4 separate regions of the Sus scrofa genome follow, and all the other regions are linked to region 2. A link is a contact called in public HiChIP or PLAC-seq data. All regions are on one chromosome and are shown on one strand. The core of a region is the stretch at or near the end of the contact, and the rest is flanking DNA. Distances in the headings are between cores, read along the strand shown.

Region 1 (2,700 bases), core at 87-2,586, 200 kb after region 2:
GTGCTCCAGAGAATTTGGCTATGAAAACTTATGCTCTTTTTGTATTTCCATACAGATGATATTGTGATCTCTTCTGAGATAGGATAATAAAAGAAGTGCGTCCTTATGACATAAGGAATTGAGTAGCATAGAATAAACACCACCTACTACTAGCAGATGTGGGATCATTTTTTTCATACAAAGGCCCACACTTTCCTTTTTCAACAATGGAGGTATCCTACCCTAGTTTGTACATATGTATATATTTACTATTTTTTTAAAGAAGAGAAAGGGCATTTCTTGGAACTTCCTCATGGCATTGTCCAAGTACATAAACACTTCTGCTTCTTTCTCACAATCTACGCAAAGCTAATTGACATAAAAGGTAAAAGCTAGGCCTAAGCAAGCCTCCTTTATCTAATGGACAAGTTCACTAAGAAGAATGTAGGGCAATGAAAATGAAAAGTACATAAAAATAACCCAACTGCAGGATCACACACTGAGTCTATAAGAACCTTAAAGACCAGCCAGTCCAGGCTTGTCATTTCACAGAATAATTCCATGGTTAAAATACCAAGGAAAAGAGTCATCCTATTGCAACCATAAACTAAAACTTTTTAAAAATTTATTTTATTGAAGTATAGTTGATTTTCAATGTTGTGTTAATTTCTGCTGTGTAGCAAAGTGATTCAGTTATGAATAGGTATACATTCTTTTTTCCTATTCTTTTCCATTACGATTTATCATAGAATATTGAATATAGTTCCGTATGCTACAGAGTAGGACCTTGTTGTTTATCCATTCAGTATAAAACCTAAGGCCTAATAAGATGGTTGTGACTGAGATCTTTCTGCTATATCTGTGCTTAGCACTAGGTGTTGCTCTACTGCTATTTATAGATCAGCTTTTCTTTGATATGCAGCAGGAGTTGAATCTCCTAATTGCAGTTCCATTCTGCAAATGCTGAGTTTCTAGGATTATACTCTGCTAATATATTATATGTTACACTGAACAAGCTTCATTTAAATGGTGTAGGGATAGCATATTAGAAAGAGCCACTCTAGAAAAAGTGATCAATACATGCCAGGGAAAGGCTACTCCAAAGTTAAATTTTTCAAATTGTCCTAATTCAAATATTTACTTAAACTCTGTTTTTATATTACGTGCAATACAAGGGGAATGACATTGTTAGCCGTGTGTTTCCTGGAACTGACCGTCTGCTACAAGGCCACAGATAAAGTTTGTTTATAGAAAAACAAAATATGAAAAAAAAAAGTTTAGCACTGCTCTATTTGGGGTTTGATACTCCCACACATACCAAGTGGGAGAAAGGACAACTTTCTAGAATCTTTCTTGCTCTGTGGCAACAGAGGACAGAAATGCTTCAACCCCCTCTAGTGACAGATGAATCATTACTTAGATTAGTTCAGTTGTTCAAAATTGAAAGATAATACCACAGGGAGAGACCAGTCATGCTTCAAGAAGTTTATAGTTTAGGGAGAGGGCAAATTTTCAATTCATGTGTTAAGTTTTAAAGGGTTTAAATTCAGCTAAGTGTGACTCTTCAACATTATTACTCAGTTCTTTCAACTCAGATCAACTTGGTATAAACCTCAGCATAGATGTTCCAAATTCTACCCATTACATATGTGATAATGATCTAATCTGAATTTTAAATCTTCTGGACTGGATATATGTAATAAAACAATGTCTAGTATATTGTTGCTAAACATGATTTTTTTTTCCACTTTGGTATTTATGAATAACTATTTGTAAGGCCAACAATCATGCAACCATGCTAATAACAGTCCTGGGTTTTCAGCACAAAAGAAAGTGGCAGCCTTAAGCCCAGAATGGGAAAATTATAATCACCATTACAGAGTTTAGAGTAAAGGGAGAGAAAACAGGTCATGCAAAGCTGGCTGCTGGGATGCATAATATAAACCCTTCAATCTAGTCCTAAAGAAAGGGTTTCTTCTAATTTTTATAGTCTTGGCCTCAAGCTGAAAAAGCCGAGTTCTGAGTTGAAGTCTGACTTTCTTGCAAAATATACTTTTCAACTCTCTCCCTAGCACACAGTCATTCTTTCCTAAAGATTCTATTTCCTTTACATCCTTTGAGGATAAAACTATGCTTTGTGGTTTTTATACCATATTCACTTAGGATATTTTAAAACAGAGTGAACTCTACTTTTTCTACCAATTCTCTCTTCATGGAGGCTCTCCTTTCCCCACTCCTTACAGCCTCAGTGATCATGTGAAATAGTTTCCACTATTATTTTTGCATTTCTTTTGCCTGACTCCATGTTAAAGATGGGCAGTTTTTCGAAAGTGATAGGTCAAACTCCTGATCCATGTTCTTATAAACTTGAAGTAAGAAGTGTTTATGTGTTAAGAAAATTATCTATTTTCTCTAAAAGGGAGAGGGGGAAGAAGTTTTGAAAAAATCCATTTTGGAAATCAATGTTTAGTGAATGGCAGGAAGGAGAGGCCCAATGCTAATAAGTGCCAAGGAAGTTTCTGCCATCTCTAGTCAGACCCAAGTCTATAAGGGACCATTTACAGGTAAGTTTACATGTGTGTGTGTAGGCGTAAGAATAGTAAGAGCTATGAAAATAGGCTTGCCATTCACACACACACACACACAGAAATTATGAAATGTTTACCCTTCATTTTTCATAATGCTATATTAACTAATGTTTTTAATAAATATCTGTTCTAT
Region 2 (2,700 bases), core at 47-2,546:
TATATAAAATCAGCTCTGCTAAAATTGCGAAATATCAATTATAATGCTTGAAGAATCATCAAATGGTGATAAAGAGAAAAATTCCACTTTCAGGAAGAAAAGTAGATGATTGGGAATTAATAGACAGGTAACAGGGATGGACAAATGGATGGTATTAAGTAGGCAACTTGCCAACTCCAGGAAAGAAAAAGAACAAATTTATAAACAGCCTGCAAGGGAGGATGGGGAAGGGAGAGAGCAGAAGGTGAACTCTTCCTGGTCATGCCAACAGGGCACCAGCTTCAGGACACCTCCTTTATTGCATGCATAAGAAACTGTTAAGGAGTTTCCGTCGTGGCTCAGTGGTTAAAGAATCTAGCTCCATGAGGACACAGGTTTGACCCCTGACCTTGCTTAGTGGGTTAAGGATCTGACGTTGCCATGAGCTGTGGTGTAGGTTAAAGATTTGGCCTGGATCCTGCATTGCTGTGGTTGTGGTGTAGGCCAGCAGCTACAGCTCCACTATGACCCCTAGCCTTGGAACCTCCATATGCTGCAGGTGTGGCCCTAAAAAGCAAAAAAAAAAAAAAAGGAAAGAAACTGTTAAAAAGGAAGTAAAACTGCATAGACTTAATCTCACTACCAGCCTGACGACCTCAGGCAACCACTTTTCTTAGTACCTCTAGACAGGCAGCCATTCTGACAAGTAAAATAAATTATGGTTTTTGCTAAGTGTCCCCCAGTAACCTGATTCATGCATCATGTGTAAGTTTGTGGATCCAAATGTTTAATTCTGGAGGGGAAAAAAAAAAAAAAGATCAGAGACCTCTTTGGTTTCTTGCTCCGACTTAGCTAAGATTGTGTAACTTGTACAAACATAACCATTTCCTGCCCACTGAACAAAGCAATTAATGGACTGGGCATAGTTTCTGGGATGATTTAAGGGAAGAAATCAACCTGGCCATGTCTCACTGCAGTTCATTTTAAAAAAACAAGAGACGGGAAAATATAGATTATCATTATTTTGTTGAATAGCGATCATTCTTTACATAACTTTCCAAAACTTTCATCCCACAAACTAGCTATAACTGACACACTGGAAAAGAATTTGCCTCAAAATGACACTAAGACAATACTTCTACCATCCACAACTTCAATTCATTACTAAAAAGGTGTAGACTGTCGTTTGGAAGAAAAAATTAAAACTGATAAAGCTTTATGAAGTTAGAGGCTTCCAGCATTTATATAAGATGGGCTCTACAGAAGAAGAAGTATTAAAAAAGAAGGAAGGGAAAGAGGAAGAAAAGCAGCCTTGGCTCCCAATGACTTCCCAGGGCTGGTTCCAAGACCTCACGAGGTCCAGGGACTGCCCTCATTTCCAATGACTCCAAACTTTTTTTCTTTGCTTAAGCTACTTTAAGTGTTTCTGTTACTTGCAAGACAAACAGTTCTTCACTATTACTGAACACCAAAAATCTTTGGATCTTCACATATTTTCAGGTATCTCAGTTACTTTAAGCTGAAAATGATGCCACATTTCTTCCAAGAATTGGAACAGTATTTTAAAATGAAAATCCAACAGCTTTTTTTCATGGTTCAAACACACTGGTATCTCAGTGTCAAAAAAACACTATGTTTTGCTCAGTCATTAAGTCATTTATTCAATAAACACTGAGCACTTATTGTTTGCCACTGTATAAAGGGAAAAGGAAATACCACATTTAAATCAACTGTGCTTCAATTGGAGAAGAGAGAGAAGAGGAGAGACAAGGTCCCTGCCCTGGTGGAATTTCTATAATAGTGGAGAGATGAAGAGGAATTATAAGTCTCCCTGTTCCACTTGCTGCTATATCTTTACAGTTAGACACCAACCAATACTGGTTCTGACTGAACGGAAGGCTCCCAAGCTCCAAGTATTGGTTTATGCAACTCCTACAATTTTCTACTTCTAAAGGAGAAATGGAAAGCGTGGAGTGGGCCACCAGGCTTTGCTCTCACTGAAGTGAATAATCAGCCTCATCACCTGGGGGACACCTAGGAAAACCTGAGTGTGGAGCCAGCACATAAATATACCTTATCCTCTGCCTGTCCTTCACCACCAATTCTCATCTGAAGGCACCTACAACTGTGAACATCCCACCCCCTGCCCCAGGGGAAGGGGACTGACCGACATCTAAAAGAATAATCTATCATTTCAAAAGAAATCTACCATCTTCCATTACTTCTACTGATTCAGAGGTTCATGACAAGATTGAGTCATAAGAATCCTGAGAGAACATTAGAAAATTAAATGTCAGCTGGTTCAAGGAGAGGGTTCACTGTTCACTATGAGAGTCCTCTCCTCATGATGGGAGAGCATTCTGCAAAAAAACAAGTATTTAATAAACACCAGTCAGTTGAGGTCCAAGCCCTCTCAAGCTAATAGGAACTGACCACCTGGCTAAATCTTACTGTTCTCACAAATCCAAATGATGTATTCCTCAAAGCTGAAGGCTAGAAGATTTAGGTCAAAAGATGCCGAACTAGTTTGAAACATTTCAAAATGAAGACTCACTAGCCATATCATTCAAAGGAACAATACTACAAATAAGTGATATATGCTCTCTATTTGCCTAAAAGTTTTAATTCACTGGACTATAGATAAACATCCTTATACGCAATCATCCGGTCAATATCCTGGAAAAAATATCATTATGCTAAAGGTTAAGCAAGTTTATACAG
Region 3 (2,700 bases), core at 158-2,657, 170 kb after region 2:
TGAATCTGACTAGGAACCATGGATTGTGTGTTCCATCCCTAGTCTCACTCAGTGGGTTAAAGATCTGGCATTGCTGTGAGCTGTGGTGTAGACCACAGATGCAGTTTGGATCCTGAGTTGCTGTGGCTGTGGTGTAGGCTGGCAGCTACAACTCGCATTAGATCCCTAGCCTGGGAACCTCCATATACCTCATCCATGGCTCTAAAAAGACAAAAAGAAAAAAAAAAAGACAAAAAAGTAATAATAATTCTTGCCTTGATTCAGGTCTCAAAATTGGTCTTAAGGGGAGTTCTCGTTGTGACTCAGTGGTTAACAAACATGTCTAGCATCCATGAGGATGCAGGTTTGATTCCTGGCCTCACTCAGTGGGTTAAGGATCCAGAGCTGCCGTGAGCCGTGGTGTAGGTCACAGACACGGCTCAGATCTTGCATTGCTATGGCTGTGGCATAGGCCAGCAGCTACAGCTCTGCATGGACCTCTAGCCTGGGAACCTTCACATGCTGTGGGTTCAGCCCTAAAAAGCCCCCCCCCGCCAAAAAAAATGGTCTTAAGGACTGGAGCAGTTCTTTCTATATGTTGAGTCCAGGACGAGGTCTACCACATAGGGAGCAATAGGCCCACTATAGTTACGTAGATTGCATACAGAGCACCTGGCCAGGCTGAAACGTTTCCCCAGACACTTACTAGCCAAGCCAGGTGCCTCTTACCATCTGTGTTGGCTCACTGAAAGCACCTGTCCCTAAATTCCAAAAGGGCCCCTTATGAGCTGGGGTGACCCTGCCAGGAGGCAGATTTGGCCCAGAACTTTACATGTAGGTATATCCTCAAATTCACACTTCTAGAGACGCCCTGAAGACATTATGCCTACAGTTACAGAGACACCCAGGATTTAAAGCAGAAGACTGGTTCATCATTCAGCTTCCAACTGTGTTCCATTCCAAGACCATCTATCACAGGTTGTGAGGCTTTTGTGTGAATCCAGAAAAGACAGATCTAACCCTGCAACAGTAAGCAAGGTTTGGCCATCAGAGAGTGAGCCAGTTTTGAATCCACTCTCTGCCTTTGGCCAATCTGCACAATCACCCCTGGAGGCTCTGCCTATATGTCAGCTTGAAAAATAAATCTGGAAATCCTTTTGTAAGTGGAAACATTATATCTTTGGGTCTAAATTAGTTAATGCTCTACCAACTAAAAAATTCCACAATTTTCGTAATGACATTTCAGCAAATTTTTATTTTAAATACATAAGGATCACTAAATGGAAGTAGCCTGGGTCTCTCTGTCCCTGAACTCTGGGAAGCCCCAGCCAAGGAAGAGGAGGGAGGGTGGCAGGAATTGGAGCAAGGCAGGCCTGACACCTTCCACTGCAAACACTGCAGCTAACTAAGGCTGCTTGTCAGCTCTAATCATTTTTCCTGCAGGAAATGTCATTGCTTCATTGCATTGCAAGAAAATGATGTCATAGCGTGGGGCCCTGATCCATTTCCTGACTTTTAACCTGAATCTTGTACCCTTTTTTGGTACTGCACCCAGAAAAAATGAAACACATTGACTGTAAAGGCCAATGTGTCTCATTTAGGCTTCTAAGACTCCAGGGTGGGGGTAGCTTCTTCATATATATTAATGATTAACATAGAGTTTTGTTTGGGTGTCATATTCTGAATATGGCATGGGCACAGTATTTAGGAAAGTAAATGGAAAGGAAATAGTCTTCAGGATATGTCTGTATTATTTCTTGGCAGAAAACTTTCCTTTTCCTATATGGGATTTAATTAGTGGTGACAATGTTAAAATTTAATTAGGAAACCTTGCTCAGTTTTTGTTTTGTGGTGGTGGTCTTCACTGTTAAACTCTGTGTGAAAATGCGCAATGGTCCTTGATATTTAAGATTTTACATACAGCATTTGTGTCCCTATATCTTAGGACTGGTTACAACCCCAGCCTAAATGACATTATTAAGCTATTTCCTGGAATGTCAAGGGCTGAAATTGCGCTGTCAAGAACGACTCTGTTCTTTCAGGGGTTTCAGAGAACAAGGGCTCAGATTGCATTCTTGCTCTGTTATTATAAGTTTTTCCCTGGCAGGAAACCACTGGGTCCCAGAAAATTTGCATATATCCAATGAGAGTGATCTGCTGTATGGAGGTTTTCAAGATTGCATGACAACACTGTGGAAGAATCTCATATGGGGAAAGGGGATTTTTTTTTTCTTTCCCTAAGCCCCATTTTAAATAGTTTCCTTCCCACAAGCTGATGTGTCCACATTCAAAGAGTCAGAAGTAACTGAGCCTATTTTCCCGCCTTGGCATCTGTCACTAGGCCAGTAATATCAACAGCCCTACAAAACTGGAAACAGGCTGTTTAAAGTAAAGGTGCCTCATTATTTCCAATCTGTAAAGCAGACTTTTGGGGGTTATGTGACAGTGAGTATTTAGTTTTCCCAGGCAAGGGCATAACATCATGTCTACCCATCTCTTTGTCAATGCGAGAGCAAGAAATAACCCACATGTGTCTTGATATCAGATTAACAGGTTATACCTCGGATTCCAGTTAACCCAAAGCACTTAGTATTGATCTATTTCTCTTATACATCTGTTTTGGATCCTCAGAATTGTGTACCGTTTGCTGAGAACCTCTTGCAAAAGTTCAAGCAACTATTGGAGGTTTACTGGTCTAACATTTAGAGTTACAGGGGCTGG
Region 4 (2,919 bases), core at 200-2,699, 250 kb before region 2:
AGCACCTCCTAGGGGCTAGCTCAGCTCCTAAGTGAGCGAGGTTGGCTGCTCCTGAACTTGACATCCACAGAGTGCAGTCTGGGGCCTGCCACCTGCTCTAGGTTTCTGCTGAGCCTTGCCTGGCTAATGGCTGCCCTGGGGATTATGGGTTCTACCTGCTGCTGGCCTTTTCTATTTCAAAGTATATTTCCCTTGATTTCTGCAGTATTTATTTCATTCTCAGTCTACTGTGTTTTACAGCTGTGCTGGCTCATTAGTCACAGGAAAGCCAGATGTGAAATTCCTTTTCAGGATAGCTGAGTCACATGTGAGGACAATTCTTGGGAACTCCACTAGTCACATTCCCACAAAGCTATTTTTCTAGTTCTTTCATATATTGTCATGTCTGGGAGCTAAGCTAATGGTAAATTAGTATCTATATATAGCACTGACATCAGTTTTTGTTTAGTTCAAACCAGAGCCATTAACTTCAGGGCTCCTGTTTAAGTTCCCGACAGAGAAATGCCATACTCCTTTCATACGACCCCTCCATAATTGACTTTTCCTACCCCAGATCTTAACATTAATGTGCTAAACGGGACATGAAATAATCAACATACATAATCTGTTACTGCCCAAGTTATCTCATTCAATCTTAATGTACCTGTGAGATAACAGATGTCACTATTCAAGTGGAGGAGCTGAGTCTTAGGGATGAAACTATTCGTTTGATTAGTAAGAGACAATGCAGAGACTATTAATCCAGGTCTCCCTATGTGAAGGCCATGTCACTGAACATATCAACATAAGCTCTTAAGAGAACCCTGCTTGCTCTGAGGAACTAGCTGCAATTGCACCAGTTAGCACAACAGCTAAGAGTTGAACTCTCAGCAAGCTGAGTTTCCATAAATACTTCCTTTACAGAACTTATGTCTTTGAAATAGAAAAAAAAGTTCTTATCTGACTATGAAGTTTGCCCACTTATTCAATTTTTCTAGGAAACAGCCAGGTCACCATTCCTTAAAACACACTGGGCAGGCATTTATGTGTAAGTAAGTCCAAAGGTTCCTAATACTTTTTCACAAAAGCCCATCCATACTCTAGAGGCCTCCATACCCTCAATCCTCTCACCTTTACTAGATACCTCTGTGTCATAAAGCAGAGAAACAGCAGAAGGGGCAAATTTAGTGGGAGGGTGCCCAAGGAGGGGAAAGGGCAGGTCAGAGGGACCAGCTTGGTGGTGGCCTGGAGGGTGGTGAGCTGGGAGCATCTCCTCCGCCTTCCAGACCCCACCCCACCCCAAACCTCTTCATTGTGGGAAAGAAGCTCCATCCTGAAAACTGAGCTTCTAAGCACTGTTTTGCTGTTAAAAAGTTAAGAAACATTTCTCTTAGTCATAATTCTAGATTGAAGTAAAACTCATGGTTTCTTTTTCAAGTCACCACTATGTGTCATACTTAAATCTAGCCGAAGAAAAAAACCCTCATGGGGCTTTGGGCCTGCTTCCTACCAGGCTTCAGAATGACTAGGACTTGTAAATTAAGATGTAAACGTGAGGGTGGGGTACAGTGCGATCAGAAAGAAATTAAAACGTGAATAATGACTCATCCAATAGTTACGCAGAAAACTGCCTTGAAAGTGGCCTGCTCTTCTGATATGGAGTCTCCCAGAGGAGGACGCAGTTGCAAAAGATCCACAAAAATGCAGGGCCAGTTCTCAGGCCCCAAGGCTCTAAACATTACATCCCACCAGGGTCGCCACAAGGTGACATGGCCAGGAAAGGTCACACCTTTCCAAGTTATGAAAACTGATCTGTTTCAGGGGAAAACTGAAACTGATGGCCAGAGCTGAAAAGCCAGTGACACCTGCATGTTCCATTTTTAGTTTGCTCATTACCACCTTACAGTCACAATTTCCTTGATTGAAATACTAAAGGATTGTCTATGCACAATTATTAAAGGAGAAAAGTAGGCATCCAACCCTCTTGCAGAACTATTAGTGAGGAATTTCCAAGTGAATTCTGTGAATGGTGATATGGCCTTAGGGACAATGGATTCAGGACAGCTGATGTATCAGCTCCCCCTGTACTTCACATTTCTGTTTTTGGTTCCCCATTAGGGCCACACCTGCCTTCAGAGGCCAGCAGGTGGTAAGCAATTGATGAAAGCAGCTTTTCCCAAGGTCAACTTAGCACAGCATGCCCAGTCTTAGCAGAAACAAAGGCCGGATACTCACTGGCCTCTGGGCTGCTGCTCTCTCATTCTTGAAGGTCTTTCTAGAGACTTGTCAGCAGGACTTGATGCCCTGTGCTCTTATGTTCCTAACACCTTCAGAATTTTACAGTAATTATTTCATTGGAATGGTGATTAAAAATTGAGCAAAAGGATAAAGTATTCTGGGAACTCTAACCAGTGCTGATATAATAAAAATGTGGGGACAGCCAGACATTCATTGTGGGATGTGGATGGGGTCACTTCACCCCAAGCTGTGGTTCTCAGACCAGGTGCCACAGCAAAGGGTGGGGTATGACTCCTGAAGCTAAACTTGCTTCAAGACTGAGGGATATCTGCTTCCCTCTCAGGCAGGGATCTGCTCCTTTCTGTAACTGGCTACCTTTCTGCCTTTTGAGCTCATTTCTACAACCCCCTGGGTGCCAGAGAGGCCATGGGTGTGTGGCTGGGGGAGGAGAGCTCTGGCTCTGGAGAGGGCTGGGGGTGGGGGAAGTGACCCCAGCAAACCCTCTCCCATCCTGCTGGCCCTATATTCCACTAGGGTGTAGTCTGGAAAGAGACCTGGTACCAGGGGCACCAGGCTTAGAAATGACCAGCAGAAGGTTTGGAGGGAGAGCTGGAGCCTCGTGTGCCCACACTGCCTGCAGGTCAGATGTTGCTCTTCTCTATTTGTACATTTCCTTAAAGAATATTGCACTGCAGAACATAC

Evidence for each region. HiChIP or PLAC-seq counts read pairs in DNA pulled down with a chosen protein or histone mark.
Region 1: an H3K27ac HiChIP or PLAC-seq map of alveolar macrophages shows a contact between it and region 2. The contact joins two enhancer-like sites. A contact is called at or near these places in 3 of 47 Hi-C or Micro-C datasets (embryonic fibroblasts and liver) and 1 of 2 datasets of contacts at active chromatin or transcription factors (alveolar macrophages).
Region 3: an H3K27ac HiChIP or PLAC-seq map of alveolar macrophages shows a contact between it and region 2. The contact joins two enhancer-like sites. A contact is called at or near these places in 2 of 47 Hi-C or Micro-C datasets (embryonic fibroblasts and fibroblasts) and 1 of 2 datasets of contacts at active chromatin or transcription factors (alveolar macrophages).
Region 4: an H3K27ac HiChIP or PLAC-seq map of alveolar macrophages shows a contact between it and region 2. The contact joins two enhancer-like sites. A contact is called at or near these places in 6 of 47 Hi-C or Micro-C datasets (alveolar macrophages, embryonic fibroblasts, fetal heart ventricle and 1 more) and 2 of 2 datasets of contacts at active chromatin or transcription factors (alveolar macrophages and skeletal muscle).

The regions. Positions count from the first base shown.
Region 1 is chr13:110,404,272-110,406,971 of Sscrofa11.1, reverse strand. No RefSeq gene overlaps it. Among named protein-coding and RNA genes, the nearest start is that of TMEM212, 8.8 kb to the left of the region's middle. Within about 2 kb of position 1,336, at least 10 of the 83 cell types and tissues checked have an H3K27ac peak or open chromatin away from gene starts, as enhancers often do. A contact at or near this core is called in alveolar macrophages and liver, where this site is marked.
Region 2 is chr13:110,605,342-110,608,041 of Sscrofa11.1, reverse strand. The region is part of intron 1 of FNDC3B (fibronectin type III domain-containing protein 3B); the gene reads right to left. Among named protein-coding and RNA genes, the nearest start is that of FNDC3B, 19 kb to the right of the region's middle. Within about 2 kb of position 1,296, at least 14 of the 83 cell types and tissues checked have an H3K27ac peak or open chromatin away from gene starts, as enhancers often do. A contact at or near this core is called in alveolar macrophages and liver, where this site is marked.
Region 3 is chr13:110,435,613-110,438,312 of Sscrofa11.1, reverse strand. No RefSeq gene overlaps it. Among named protein-coding and RNA genes, the nearest start is that of TMEM212, 23 kb to the right of the region's middle. Within about 2 kb of position 1,407, at least 10 of the 83 cell types and tissues checked have an H3K27ac peak or open chromatin away from gene starts, as enhancers often do. A contact at or near this core is called in alveolar macrophages, where this site is marked.
Region 4 is chr13:110,855,756-110,858,674 of Sscrofa11.1, reverse strand. The region is part of intron 11 of FNDC3B (fibronectin type III domain-containing protein 3B); the gene reads right to left. Among named protein-coding and RNA genes, the nearest start is that of GHSR, 130 kb to the left of the region's middle. Within about 2 kb of position 1,449, at least 10 of the 83 cell types and tissues checked have an H3K27ac peak or open chromatin away from gene starts, as enhancers often do. A contact at or near this core is called in alveolar macrophages, where this site is marked.